Linked DNA regions of Sus scrofa: region 2 is linked to region 1. Evidence: chromatin contacts called from public HiChIP or PLAC-seq data. All regions are on one chromosome and are shown on one strand. The core of a region is the stretch at or near the end of the contact, and the rest is flanking DNA. Distances in the headings are between cores, read along the strand shown.

Evidence for each region. HiChIP or PLAC-seq counts read pairs in DNA pulled down with a chosen protein or histone mark.
Region 2: an H3K27ac HiChIP or PLAC-seq map of skeletal muscle shows a contact between it and region 1. The contact joins the promoter of STK35 here to the enhancer-like site in region 1. A contact is called at or near these places in 6 of 47 Hi-C or Micro-C datasets (embryonic fibroblasts, heart right ventricle, mesenchymal stem cells and 1 more) and 2 of 2 datasets of contacts at active chromatin or transcription factors (alveolar macrophages and skeletal muscle).

What each region holds. Positions count from the first base shown.
Region 1 is chr17:33,370,062-33,376,826 of Sscrofa11.1, forward strand. All of the region lies in intron 3 of STK35 (serine/threonine-protein kinase 35), which reads right to left. Among named protein-coding and RNA genes, the nearest start is that of STK35, 40 kb to the right of the region's middle. Within about 2 kb of position 4,425, at least 25 of the 83 cell types and tissues checked have an H3K27ac peak or open chromatin away from gene starts, as enhancers often do. A contact at or near this core is called in skeletal muscle, where this site is marked.
Region 2 is chr17:33,410,873-33,417,637 of Sscrofa11.1, forward strand. STK35 (serine/threonine-protein kinase 35) reads right to left here and starts at 2,456. Exons shown (of 5, transcript XR_002339847.1): 1 at 1,042-2,456; 2 at 1-455.

The DNA of each region.
Region 1 (6,765 bases), core at 3,175-5,674:
AAAGCACATACTGCTGAGCCTGCAGGTCTGGGCTGATGCTGGGCTGGTCCCTCCCCAGCCTCTAGCGCCCAAGGGCTGCGGCTTTGCAGGGAAGCCCCCTTGGACACACACCAACTTAAATGCCTTCCAACACCTTCCCTAAGCATCCTAGGCTGGTTTAGAGAAAACGAAAAACACAAACACAAAACAAGAATTCCTTTTCCTTCCCTGCTTGGCCGTAATGGATGAGATGCCTCTGGAGCACCCAAAGGGGCTTCCAGGTGAGGGGGGACGCAGGCACAGCTCCCCTTCTCCTCGCAAGAGGACACCCCGCTTCAGAAGCCCAGGAGTAGGGAGGCAGCAAGGGTGCAGATGGAAAGCGGAACAAAGACGGTGGTGGTGGGGCTGAGGGGTCACGTCTGGCGAGCCCACAGGTGCCCAGTGGCCGCGTCTACCGTCAGCTTCCTGCACGCGGCAGGTCTGCCCTTTCCCATCAGACACGTTTCCACTGAGGCTGGGAGATGATACCCAACACTGTCACCATCTACCTGTGACACCCTTGGGCCTGGCACACGGGGCACACCCTCCTGGGAGGAGAGACAGTGGCAGCCAGTTCAGGACACCCTGTTCTTATGCCAACATGACAACTGCATCTCGGGCTCAGGTGGTCTCCGGCAACCCGGACATCAGGTGGGCACATCTGGGAAGACGACGATCCAGGAGGCAGTAGGTGATGGGTGCTAACCTCACAGGAGTGACAGATGCTGGCCGAAGACCCAGCTGTGTCCCGGGCAGAGGGTTTGGCACGACCGTTTTTCCTGGGGACCCTCCTCTGGGAGGAAGATCACTAACAGAAAGGTAGGCTTGTAGAGCTGGGGTGGGCGGGCCGCTCGGCCTCCAGGAAGGACGAGACAGTCACCGTCTGCCCCCCTCCCGGAACTCCCGGTTATTACAAGGGCAGTGGCAAGAACGGATTCCCACCACTGTAAGTCCTGGTGTGGCCTGGGGCTTCCAATGGCTGAAAGAACAAACCCGAAATGTGGATCTTCTTCCTTGTGTTCTCGGGGCCCAGCCCTGGTCTTTCCCTTCCAAGTGGTTCTTGGCTCTGAGCATCACCAAGGCCCAAGGGCCAGCCAGGAGCAGCCCACCAGGGGTCCAGCAGTTCCTGCCTCTGGTGGGGAGATGCACGGAGGCCTCCTGGCTTTATACCCCCGATTCCAGGAGAAATCCCCACGTTCTCCTTGGAGGGGCAGGCCTTCTCTGGGGAAGTGGGGTGTTACACTAAGAGCTCGCATAAGAGAAAGGCGGGGAAAACAAAGGACAAAACCAAAAGAGCTCCCTAACCCCTTATACAAATTAAAAATGAAATTTATACATATGCTTTGTCCATATTGAATTCTTTAAAGAAACTGGTGCCTGTCCACAGCATGGCTTTCTGCTCTTCTGAAGTCTTAATCATTTAAATTAAGAAAAAAAAAAAAAAAAAAAAAAAAAAGGAAAAGACCAAGATGACAAAAAAAAAGCAAAACTAAAAGGAGGGGGAAACCCAAACAAAAGCTTCACATTGCTGGAGATCCAGCTGTTGGGAGATCGCCAACCGGCCAAGCCACCACCTGTACCCTCTGCTGTCCTCTGTGCGAGACGTGATGAGACTGTGGGTCCGAGGATCAACCTGAAAGAGAAGGCGGGGAGAGTGGACAGGGGGGTCAGTGGGTGTGGGGCACCTCCAAGTTTCAGAAGCCCCACCAGGTGCCAGCACGCAACCCAGAAGGACTCAGGGACCTGTGCTGGGGGCTGGGGAGGAGGCTCCTAAACACCCCACATGGGGTGAATCCGGCCTCACTACAACCACCGTGCCAGATACACACTATTCTCCTTTCTCAGTGCTGCGCCTGAGGTCATGTTGACTGAGGGGCAGAAGACTCTGGCTGGAAAGCCGGCCACACAAAGCCCAGCACGAACCCCATCCCTCCCTCTGGCTTCCCTGCACTGGTAGGAACAAGAGGTCACGGGACCCTCTCGGACTAATCGCGTTGCACTCAAAGTTCACAGCAACCCTCTCGAGTTTACTTATCCCATTTCAGTGACAAGAAAAGTGAGGCTGTGGCCTGAGAATCTGCACTGGTCATAGGAGGGACCACGCCTGCAGGCGGGGGCAGGGCTGTGCCCAGAGCTGCCTGCTGACTCTCACTGATACTGCCGTGGGCAGGAACAAGGTTCTGGAGCAGGAACCGTGGCCCAGTCCTCTGGTTCCTTGGTCTCGGCCCCTGTACCACATCACAGGTTATTATGAGGGCCCGATGGACTAACACGTAGAAAACTTACAGCAGGGTTTGGCTGGATTATCATCAGCTATTTTTTGGCAATGGCCTTGGTGCCAGGTCTCAACAAGACCAGGGGCCCATGTCTCAGGGACCTGGTCTCGAGGACGGCCTAGAATGTAAGAGCCCACAGAGATTAGCCCTGGGCCAGCCCCCATCCTGCCCAGTCTGAGCTGCCCTGAGCTGGGAGCTGCCTGTCCCGGAGAGCGTCAGCTACGAGTTTCTAAGTGCCCACCCTCGCCCTGAATGACTGAAGAAGACCAACCTTTCCCCGTGTGCCTGAACCCACCCCCCCAATGGCTTCAAGGCTCGATAAGCTCTCTGCAGCCCGACAGGTGTGCCCACCCAGCCCTGTGTCCGCCTCACCATTACCTGCCACCTGTACAGTCTGGCAACACTGGCCTGTCACCCTTGGGGCCTGGGGAGGCGCTTGGCTAGTCTGTGCGAGAGGCAGCAGGACACGGTGATTTTAGACAATTTACTTTCTACCTGTCAGCCTCATCCCCTCCTCTGAGAAACAGGGGCTCTTTTCCGAATAACTGTCAAAGACCCGGCCCACGGGAGGAACCCACCCCTTGATGAGGCCATCTTCTTCTAGACATTTGTCCCCAACCAGAGATGATGAGTGTGTCAAGTTTAAAGAGACCATGGTCCCCAGCCACTGAACCGTCCAAACTGTTTCTGGCCACGGGAAGGTGCCATGCAGAACGCTCGCCGCTGGAAGACCCCAACAAAGCCTTCTGGAAGCAACCTAGCAGCATTTTCAGAGCTTTGGATGTATTTAGACCCTGTAATTCTAGAAATTTAGTTTAAACGCTTATCCTAAATATGAAAATGACTTCATGAATAAAGATGTCCACTGAAGTAGTACTTAAATTGAGGCAATAACCCACAAAGCCAAAAATAAGATAGACTGAAGCAAATGATCCATCTACTCAATGATATATGACAGAGGAAATGAGAAGGCTGGGTGGCATTTTAAACGTTATGGCAGAAGCACTTCCATGGATTAAGTGGGGAAACAAGGCGGCTATGAAGTTGTGTGACATAGTATGACCATAGCTATGTAGAAAACAAAACCCACTGCGCATAGGAAATTTGGCAAGAAACACACCAAAATGTCGTAGGACTTGTCATGGGTGGCCTTTCTTCTTCCCCCGCGTTCCCTCTGTATGTTCAGTATTGAGTACATGTTGCATCGTCACCCTTTACTTTTTTGATGGGAAAGGCAGTGTGCTTTAATGAATAAGAGAGTTGGCGGCACCAAGAAAAGGTCCCAGAACCCAGGCTCCTTCATGCAGAGGACAGCAGAGATTTTTCCACACCTGGCGGACAAGAGGTGCTGCTCCTGTTTCTCTGCCTTCTTACTCCCCTCAGCAAACGTCCAACTGGTGGGTCTTGTATGCCAGTTTTTGACTTGGAAAAATTTAATCATCATGAGCACATCCTGTGGTGAGCAGTCCCAAACGCTAGGCTTTTTTTTTTCCCTCCCTTTTCCTGGCTGCCCTGTAGCATATGGAGCTTTGGGTGAGGGATCAAATCTGAGCCGCGGTCACAACCTAAGCCACGGCTGTGGCAACGCCAGATCTTTAACCCACTGTGCCAGGCCAGGGATCGAACCCACGTCCCAGCACTCCCAAGATGCTGCCTATCCCGTTGGGCCACAGCAGGAGCTCCTCTCAAACTCTAGCTTTATTCGGCAGACCTAGTGCCTTCTTCCTGCTGCTTTCAGTAGGCGAAGCAGAGCCATCAGATGGGGGCAGGGAGGGGTGGGGGGGGGACCTACCATCTGAGACACGAAGTCTGTGCGAGATACGACCAGAAAAGCCTGGTAGTTGTATGCTCATGTGTGAGGTGCTAAGGTAATTTTTGGAACCAGCTATGATCTTTCAACACTGCTTTTCCTCCCTCCCTTGGTAGGACCTGAGCTGATGACAACCTCAGACAGACGACCATCACAGCAGGAAGGGGGCCCATGGCTGCTGCAGCTCAATCAGGGAGGCAGAGATTCAGAAGCCAGCAATCTCTTACATAATAAACTAGTGGGACAGAGTGTGCCTGTAGAAGGTCAAACCAAGCGCCCAGCACTCTGAGAGACTGCCCGACACACCAGCGTCATGACGCTGTGATCACCGGGGTCCCCTGCCAGGACGCACGACTGACATTTCCCCCAGGCTCCTCCACCCTCCCTCCCTCCAGCTTTGGCGCTGGCTCCGGCCCTCCCGGCAGGATGTCTCAGTCCACAGGCCTGCCTGCTTCTCCCTGGTCGGCAGGGGAAAGAGAAACAGAGCTGTTTCTTCCACAGGAGACCTAACTGTGGCTTCCTCTCCCGTCTCCCATTAGAGAAGGTGCCTCTTCCCCAGGAGCCAGTGGCAGCCACCTCCCTGCAAGACAGTGGGGGACCTTCCTCAGCCATGAGCAGGAAGGGCTCAGACCACATGGCCCTGGGGTCAAGGAGCAGGCCTCCCAGGCACCTGTTGGAACAACAAATGGCCCAGGTCCCAGCCCGGTGGGCCCTCACCCTTCATCCTAGCAGGTGCCACACCTCCACTCCCAGGCCCCGGGCTGCGGCTCGACTGCCCGATTACTGGCTTCAGCCAGCCTTGCCTGGTCCCTCTCAGTTGGAACGCTGACTTCAGACCACAGAGCCCTCTCGGAAGGCAAAGGCACCCCTCTGAGCACCATGAAAAAGGGTGATGTGATTAGCCTGTAGGTGATGTCGATAGGGCACGCCTGGCCGGCACCTGCCCAAATTAGCTCAGAGTGAGGACTTAAGGAGGCAAGAGGCTCAGAGATGGAGCTGCCCGCCCCAGGTCAGGGCTGTGGAGCAGCAGAAGTGTGCTCGGGCACTGGCCAAAGCCCTTCCGGTAGTGCTTCCAGAGCCAGCTCTGCCAGGGCCTCTGACAGCCTGCACTCACTTGGTCTCCTCCGGGAAAGGTGTCGGCGATCCGGGAAGGTGCTGGCTAACGTTTCTCTTTCTTACTCCGGCTCTTAGGACTACATTCCCTCAGTACATCTGACTTATTTCTCCACAATTGTAATAGCAAGCACTGACTCCGCGCTTAGTTATGTGCCAGGCATGTTCTCTTACGTTTAAAGGTCGGACTCGTTTACGTGTAATAACCGCAGGCTGTCTACCCTCCTCCACTGCTTTCCACTGACTGGGGTCACGGTCGGGGCTGTACCATCTCCTGGCTCGCTTCACCCAGCCACCCTACGAGGTAGGAGCTGCTGTCGCCCCAGCTTCAGAGACGGGAAACTGAAGTCCACAGACAGGATCTGCATGGCTAATAAGTGGTAGAGAAAGAGCTGAACTAGGGCTGTCTTACTCCAAGGCTTCTGCTTTTAATGGGTAACTTTGTAATATAAGAGCCCTTCCTAGAGCAACAAGAAGAGCCTAAGAAGGGTTTAAAACCCATTTAATCCCTTCATCTGTAAACAGATTCACTCAGAACAGGCTTGTGGAAGGCTTGGCTGAGGTACCTCCGCACAGGTCTGGGGTCCAGAGCACCAAAGGGGGATGCGCTGCCAACCAGGCTGTGAGCAGCCTTCTGGCAAGTTCCTCCGCCAGCCAGGCACTTGGCTGGTCTGTCCAAGGAGACTGGGGAACCAACCTGCTCCCATGAAGACCAACAGAAGCTGGTGGAAGCGGAGGAGGGGCTGGCAGTGACGGGGGTGGGGACTGACTGGGCTCACAGGTTACCCCCCTCCCCTAGTCCTGAACTTGGAGACTGGGAATGGCAGGGCGAATAAAAGGCTACCCTTTATCCTAAAAGTGTGGCCTTCCTACTTTGCTGGTGTCAAAATGCCCTTTCTTTGGTGAGATGATGATGAAAGTAAATGGGAGTGGTTCAAAAACTCTTCCATGTAGGAGTTCCTGTCATGGCGCAGCAGAAACGAATCCAACTAGGAACCATGAGGTTGTGGGTTTGATCCCTAGCCTTGCTCAGTGGGTTAAGGATCCATCATTGCCGTGAGCTATGGTGTAGGTGGCAGACGTGGCTCAGATTTGGCGTGGCTGTGGCTGTGGTGTATGCCTGCGGCTGCAGCTCCAATTAGACCCTAGCCTGGGAAACTTCCATATGCCACGGGTGGGGCCCTAAAAAGACCAAAAAAATAAAAACTCTTCCATCTCCTACCCCACCCCTTACCGGCTGGCCTTTAAACTATAATGTCCTTTGAAATGTGTAAGTTTGGCAACCACGGGATTTGAAAAGCTCAGGGAGCCACAGCTATGTTTTACCTCAGCACTCTAGCCCCCTATCAGGGACGCTGGCGGCTCTGCTGTTTACATTATCCCACCTCCTTTTCCCTCTGGCAAAGGCGGAGGCAGCTACTTCCCCTCTGGGGTGGGCCGGGAAGACTGCCAGCAGCGGCTGCGGCTGGGGGGGGGGGTGGAGGGGGCAGGGGGTGGGGGGTGGTGGTGGAGGGGGCAGGGATATCTACCTTGCTGGTCAGTGACGCT
Region 2 (6,765 bases), core at 1,206-3,705, 39 kb after region 1:
CAGAATTCGGCCAGCGCCAGCTCCACGTTCTCGGGGGCGTCGCAGCGGATCTTCTTGACCGCCACCCGGGCCCCGCTGCGCCCGGCCACTGCCTCGTACACCACGCCGTAACTGCCGCGCCCGATCTCCGCCAGCAGGCTGTAGCGCGGCCGCGCTGACCCGCCGCCGCCCTCGGGCCGCCGCCTCGCCAGGTAGGCCTCGCCCGGGGCCTCGACCGCCACCGGATCCATGGCCTGGGCCGCCGCCGCCGGCCTCAGCTTCGCGCTGAGCGCCCGCGGCACTGGGCTTCGCCTTTTCCGCTCGGGGCTTTGTGTACCTCTGCGGGCGCCGTCCTCTTCCCCCGTTTCCATGGCTGCGAGCGGCGGGGGGAGCAGCAACGGCGCTGCCCGGGCCCCCCCTGCCTCATCCCTCCGTCCGGCCCCGGGACGCGGAGGATCGGGACCTTGGATTGTGACCTGTGGGCGAAAGAACCGGTTAAACGCGCAGGCCGAGGCGGGGAGGCAAGGAGCGTAGGCCGCAAGGCGTCCCACCTCCTCCTCCTCCGGCCGCCACGGCCCCTTTAAGACGGAAGCCACGGCGGCTGACTGAACGGGGGAAGGGAGGGGAAAGCGGGAAAGACGAAACCACGGGGCAATGGCTCAGAGGGGGAGCCGGAAAGAAAAGCAAAACCTCCTCGTCTGTTCAGTTGATTTATCCTATAACAATACGAAAAACAAGGACCTGCAGCGGTCGTGACTTAAGAAAATCGCCTTAAGCGCCAAATCGGCCTGTGGAGATCTGGTTCCCCCGCTCGGCTCCCTCTGGGATGCCCCTCCCCGCGTCCCTCCCTGTGTTCTCCCGGGTGTAAACAGTCCATTGAATTAAGCTCGAACGGATCCCCGCGGACCGACCCAAGTCCCGAAAGGCTGCGGGTGGAAAGAGTCGCCTTAAAAGTTCGGCGTTCCTGAGCGCGCTAATCTGGGGGCCCTCCTGCTCTGCCCAGGAGGCTCCGGGGTCGCCCCGGCTGGCTGCTGGCTTTTACTCCGCGGACCGCACCCTTACCTGGCCGGCTCCTTTCCACTTCCGGGCAGCCCGTTTCCCCTCTAAGGCCCCGGGTTGGGGATGGTCCGCTCCGGGCCAGGGCTGCCTCCGGTACGGAGCGGCGCGAGAGGCGTTGGCCCGGGCCGAGCGTGCAATGGAGCTTGCGGCCGCACGGGTGATGGCAGCGGCGCTCTCGGGGGAGAACTGAGCGTAGGGGCTCCCGCGGCTCTCCACGTGTTCGCGCCAGCTGAGCCCTTTACGTAACCCTTTTATATAAGCCTCACGTCCGGCCCGCACTCGGGCCAGCGGGGGCTCCTGGTGGCCCATCCCCCGGGAGGCCGGAAGAGTACCGCGCCGCCTGGGTCCTGCCAAGGTCGGCCGACCAGCCGCAGCCGGGCGTACTCACGCCGCGCCGAGGCCCAATCACAGGCTAGAACACCTAACCAGCAGAAAATGGGCGCCAAATTCCCGCGATCTGGCTGTAACTCCCCGGTCTCCGAAGCCGCCTGCGCAGCACAACCTCCTCCCTTCCTGGCCTGCGCTGGAAGAGGAGCTGCACGCAGTAGGCCCAAATAAACACTGATTGGGTGATTGGATTGGTCGGTTTGATTAATGCATAAGGATTGCCTGGGAACCGCCCGGTCTGGGTTGGAATCTAGAGCCCTGCCTCCTGTTAAGCCCCTGGATCCTGGGCAAAACATTGCCCCACTTGGACCCTCAGTTTACTCTTCTGCAAAGTGGGTAGGCCCTAATTTTCAGGGTTGATAGCACCAAATGAAATGTACATACACGTACATATTTATATCTAGGGTGGCTAATTGGGTGCAGGCCTGAGAGCGTTCAATGTAAGCTCCATTTAGGCATGAATTTTTAAATATTTTTTCACTGCTTTGTACTCCAATGCCTCCTAGATGCCTTATATCTGTTAACTGAATCTAGATATTTATTGAGTGCTTATAATATGTTAGGCACCGTTTTTGTTCTAAATTGCCAGGGAAAGAGCTGTGAACAAGACAGTCTCTACCTTAGTTGAGGTTCTGTGCCTCATGGAATCATATGGGTGACCTTGCACAAGTAAACTTTTTTGGCCACAGGAATAACCCCAGCTACAGCAGTGACAACTCTGAGCCCTTAACTGCTAGACCACCAGGGAACACCATTAATTAACGTTATGGTGTCTCTAGTCCTCATCTGTAATATGAGAAGAATAGTAGTTGGAGAATCCACTGAGGGTAGATGGTTAAAGCACTTAGGTCAGGCTTTGCACACATTAACTATCAGATACTATTAAATAAGCTAATACCCAGGGTCTTTTTTTGACAATATTAGTGTGTAACGAAGGAGAAGAATAAGCTAAACAGTGCCTGAGGGTTGCGGTCAAGCCACTTCTGTTAGTGTGGTCACTGAAAAACTTTTTTTTGCTGTTTAGGGCTGCACTCGCAGCATATGGAGGTTCCCAGGCTAGGGGTTGAATCAGAGCTGCAGCTGCTGGCCTATGCCACAACCCCAGCAACTCGGGAACCAAGTCACATCTGTGACCAACACTACAGCTCACGGCAACACCGGATCCTTAACCCACTGAGTGAGGCCAGGGATCCAACCTGCGTCCTCATGAATACTAGTTGGGTTCAATACCGCTGAGCCACGGGAACGCCCTCATATACTTTTAAAATTGTCATAATAATTTTTTATATTTTACTACTTGCATTATCACATTCTCTCTTGTGTATATGTTTGTGCATATATTATATGCAATATATATATGTACTTTTTCCCCAAAAAAACACTTTGTTTCAGACATCATGCTCTTTAATTCCTAACTACTTCTGTGTGTATTACCTAAAAACAGGGATATTCTGTTGCAAAATTTCAGTACAATGATCAACATCAAGAACTTTAACAATAATATGATTTAATACAACTTCCATAGTTAAATTTTGCTATTGTCCCAGTAATATAGCTGTCCTCTAGGAGCCAATGAGGAACACATGTTGCATTTAGTTGTCATGTCGCTTTAGTTTCCTTTAATCTAGAAAGGCCGTTAATTAACTCAGGTATACTAGTCGGGTTGGTTTCTACCAGCCACAACAGGAACTCCTGGACAATTTTTTTGTGTGTGTATTTTGTAGGGTTTTTTTTTTTTGGTCTTTTTAGGGCTGCACCCACGGCATATGGAAGTTCCCAGGCTAGGGGTCCAATCGGGATCTGAGCCGAGTCTTCCACCTACACCACAGTTCACAGCAACACCGGATCCTTAACCCCCTGAGTGAGGCCAGGGATCAAACCCAGGTCCTCATGGATACTAGTCTGATTCGTTAAACACTGAGCCACGATGGGAACTCCTGGTTTAAGTTACAGTGGTAATCTGTTCTTATTCTTATGACCAATAGCCAACATTCATTAAAGTTTTCTGTCAGGCATAGAAGGTAACAAAGAATTCTCATGCCTGTGAGGTACTGTTCTTAGCCCCATTTTACAGATGAAGAGGCTAAAGGGAGGAGCTTGATTAGCTGGGATTTGAACTGAGACCCCAGGCTCTTCACACTGTCTTACCCCCCTCAGCCCCCCCTAATGGCGGGCATTTATGTGAACATGTAGGACCTTCTTCCTCGGCTTCCCTGTCAGCAAACATGCCTATGCCTAGTTCCCTGGAGCCTCACATGCGCTGGACATGACTGGAACACAATAGTTGCAGGAGACATGGAAGAAAAGGGCAGGAGCAGCAGGGAGGCTTTAGGCCCTTCCCGTAGGCCCCGGCCTTTGAGGGGCTGACATAGAAAATAAGACATTGTGGGGGAGTTCCCGTCGTGGCTCAGTGGTTAACGAATCCGACTAGGAATCATGAGGTTGCGGGTTCGATCCCTGGCCTTGCTCAGTGGGTTAAGGATCCAGCGTTGCCGTGAGCTGTGGTGTAGGTTGCAGACTCGGCCTGGATCCCACGTTGCTGTGGCTCTGGCGAAGGCCGATGGCTACAGCTCTGATTGGACCCCTAGCCTGGGAACCTCCACATGCCGCGGGAGCGGCCCTAGAAAAGGCAAAAAAAAAAAAAAAAGATATCGTGGAATCATGTGATTCAAATAACATTAGCCCTGCAAAGGACACTAAAGCAGGTGATAATAAAGCAGGTGCTATTTGGGGATGGAGGGTTTGGGAGAACCTCCCTAAGGAGGTGACTTGTTGAGCAGAGACCTGATGGAAGTAAAAGAATCAGCTGGATGCATACCGCCCAGGACATTTCATGTCGAGGGAGAAGCAGGTGCAAAGGCCCTGAGGTGGGATCATTCGAGGAGGTGGTGTGCCTGGGGTGCCGGGATCAAGGAAGGGCAGTGGGAAGCAGAGTGGTGATGCTCCGGTCCCATCCCCGGAGCTGCAGGGGCTGAGGACACTCAAGGGGCAGCCAGCCTGGAGGCAGAGGCGGGGTTGGGGTTCTGTGGGAAAATAGCAGGGAGTGTGGAAGGCATGGACAGTGGGAGAGGGCGCTGCTAGAGGGTAGTGGGAGTGGGGAGGGGGGTTGAGGGCTGCGGGCTGCAGGTGGCAGGGGACTGGCAGAGAATCAGGGGGTTTGAAATATTTGTAGCGGGGGAGCCGAGGATGGGAAGGGGTTAGGGGAAGAGAAGCTGATGCCGGGTATGGGAGGAGGTCTTCCGAAGGGCTGTGGCGGTGCGGAAGGACGGAAGCTTGGGGTGGGTGCCTGGATGGAGGCTGTCCTCTGCACGGGGGACACTGGGAAGGGCCGGGGAAAGGCTTTGCTTGAACTCCCCTTGCTTGTTGCATCTAGGCTGCAGGAGGGCTGCCGCCAAGAAAAACTAGAGCCTGCTATGCTTCCTCACACAACACGCTGGGCTCACATCACTTACAGGGAGAGACGCTTGTCCCCACCTTATTAATAGGAAGATGGAGCCTCAGAGGCTGTTATATCACAGATGTAATTACAAACAATTGGAATAGCCAAAATCTGACCCCCCAGGAGCCTTAGGGTTTTGATGTGCAGGCTCTTAACAGTTATGCAAACCGTGTTCTCCAGCTTGAGGGCATCTCAGCATCACTCAGCTTGCTGGGCTCCCCCCCAGAGAGGCTGACCAGCAAGTCCTGGGTCGGGCTTGAGCATTCGCATTGCTCCTTAGGTCCCAGGTGATGCTGGTGATAATATCGCTGGTCCAGGCACCACCACATTAGGCTGTACTGCCTCTAGACTGAGCACAAAGCTGAGGTGACTGTAAAGGATGGGAGTTCTGGCAAAGATTTTTGGGGATGGATTGGAGCTGTTAAATAGAAAACTAAGCAAATAAGACACGAGGTGATTATCAAAGCCAAGAAAACAAAAACAATTTATAAGAAAAACATTGTAATCATCATAAACTACAATGCTCAGCTGGAAATAATATTACATTGTCATTGTAATGTAACAACAGTACATTGATTTAACCAGAAATTATGATATAATTATTTGGGGAAAATTGGAGAGGGTGTATGTGTGTGTGTGCGCGTGCGTGCAGAGACAGAGAGAGAGAAAACTGAATCTTTATTTTCCATAGCTGTAAGTTAATTGAAAAGGGCTAAAATGGAAATTCCCACTGTGTCACAGTGGGTTAAGGATCCAACTGCAGAGGCTCAGGTCGCTGTAGAGGCACAGGTTTGATCCCAGGTGCAGTGGGTTAAAGGATCCAGAGTCTTTGCAGCTCTGCCTAGGTCATAGCTGTGGCTTGTATTTGATTCCTGGCCTGGGAACTTCCATATGCTGCATGTATGGCCATAAAAAAGGTGGTGGGGGAGGAGTTCCCATCGTGGCTCAGCGGTAATGAACCCAACTAGTATTCATGTGGATGTGGGTTCGATCCCTGGCCTTGCTCAGGGGCTGAAGAATCCGGTGTTGTCGCCAGCTGTGGTATGTGTTGCAGATGTAGCTTGGATCCCGCCTTGCCGTGGCTATGGTGTAGGCTGGCAGCTACAGCTCTGATTCGACCCCTGGCCTTGATATGCCATGGGTGTGGCCCTAAACAAACAAACAAAAAGGTCAGGGTCAGGGGGAGCTAACATTTAAAAATCTTGGCGTGACACCATAAATCAGGTACAGAGAAGTAACCATAGAATGAGTTATTCCTTCATGGGATGGGACTTGGTGGTGAGAAGGGGGTTTTTGCTATAAGCCTCTTAGTAGAATCTAACTCTTGGTAGTAACTAACTCTTAAACATTATCCAGGTGGGGAGGGATGGCCTGGGGGTTTGGGATTGGCATATGCATACTGAGATATATGGAATGATTGGCCAATGGGTACCTGCTGTATAGTACGAGAACTCTAGGAGTTCCCATCGTGGCTGAGCAGAAACAAACCTGACTGGCATCCATGAGGACTTGGGTTCGATCCCTGGCCTTGCTCAGTGGGTTAAGGATCCAGCGTTGCCGTGAGCTGTGGTGTAGGTTGAAGATGCGGCTAGGATCCTGTGTAGCTGTGGCTGTGGTGTAGGCCAGTGGCTACAGCTCCAACTGGACCCCTAACCTGGGAACCTCCATATGCCAAGGGTGCAGCCCTAAAAAGGCAAAAGATTAAAAAAACCCAAAAAAACAAAAAACCTCTACCCAATATTCTGTGATAATCTATGTGAGAAAAGAATCAGAGAGAATGGATGTGTGAATAGGTCCCATGTGATGCTGGTGATAATATTGCTGGTCCCGGAACCACCACATCACTTTGTTCTACAGCAGAAATTATCCTAGCCTTGAAAATCACCCATACTTCAATACAA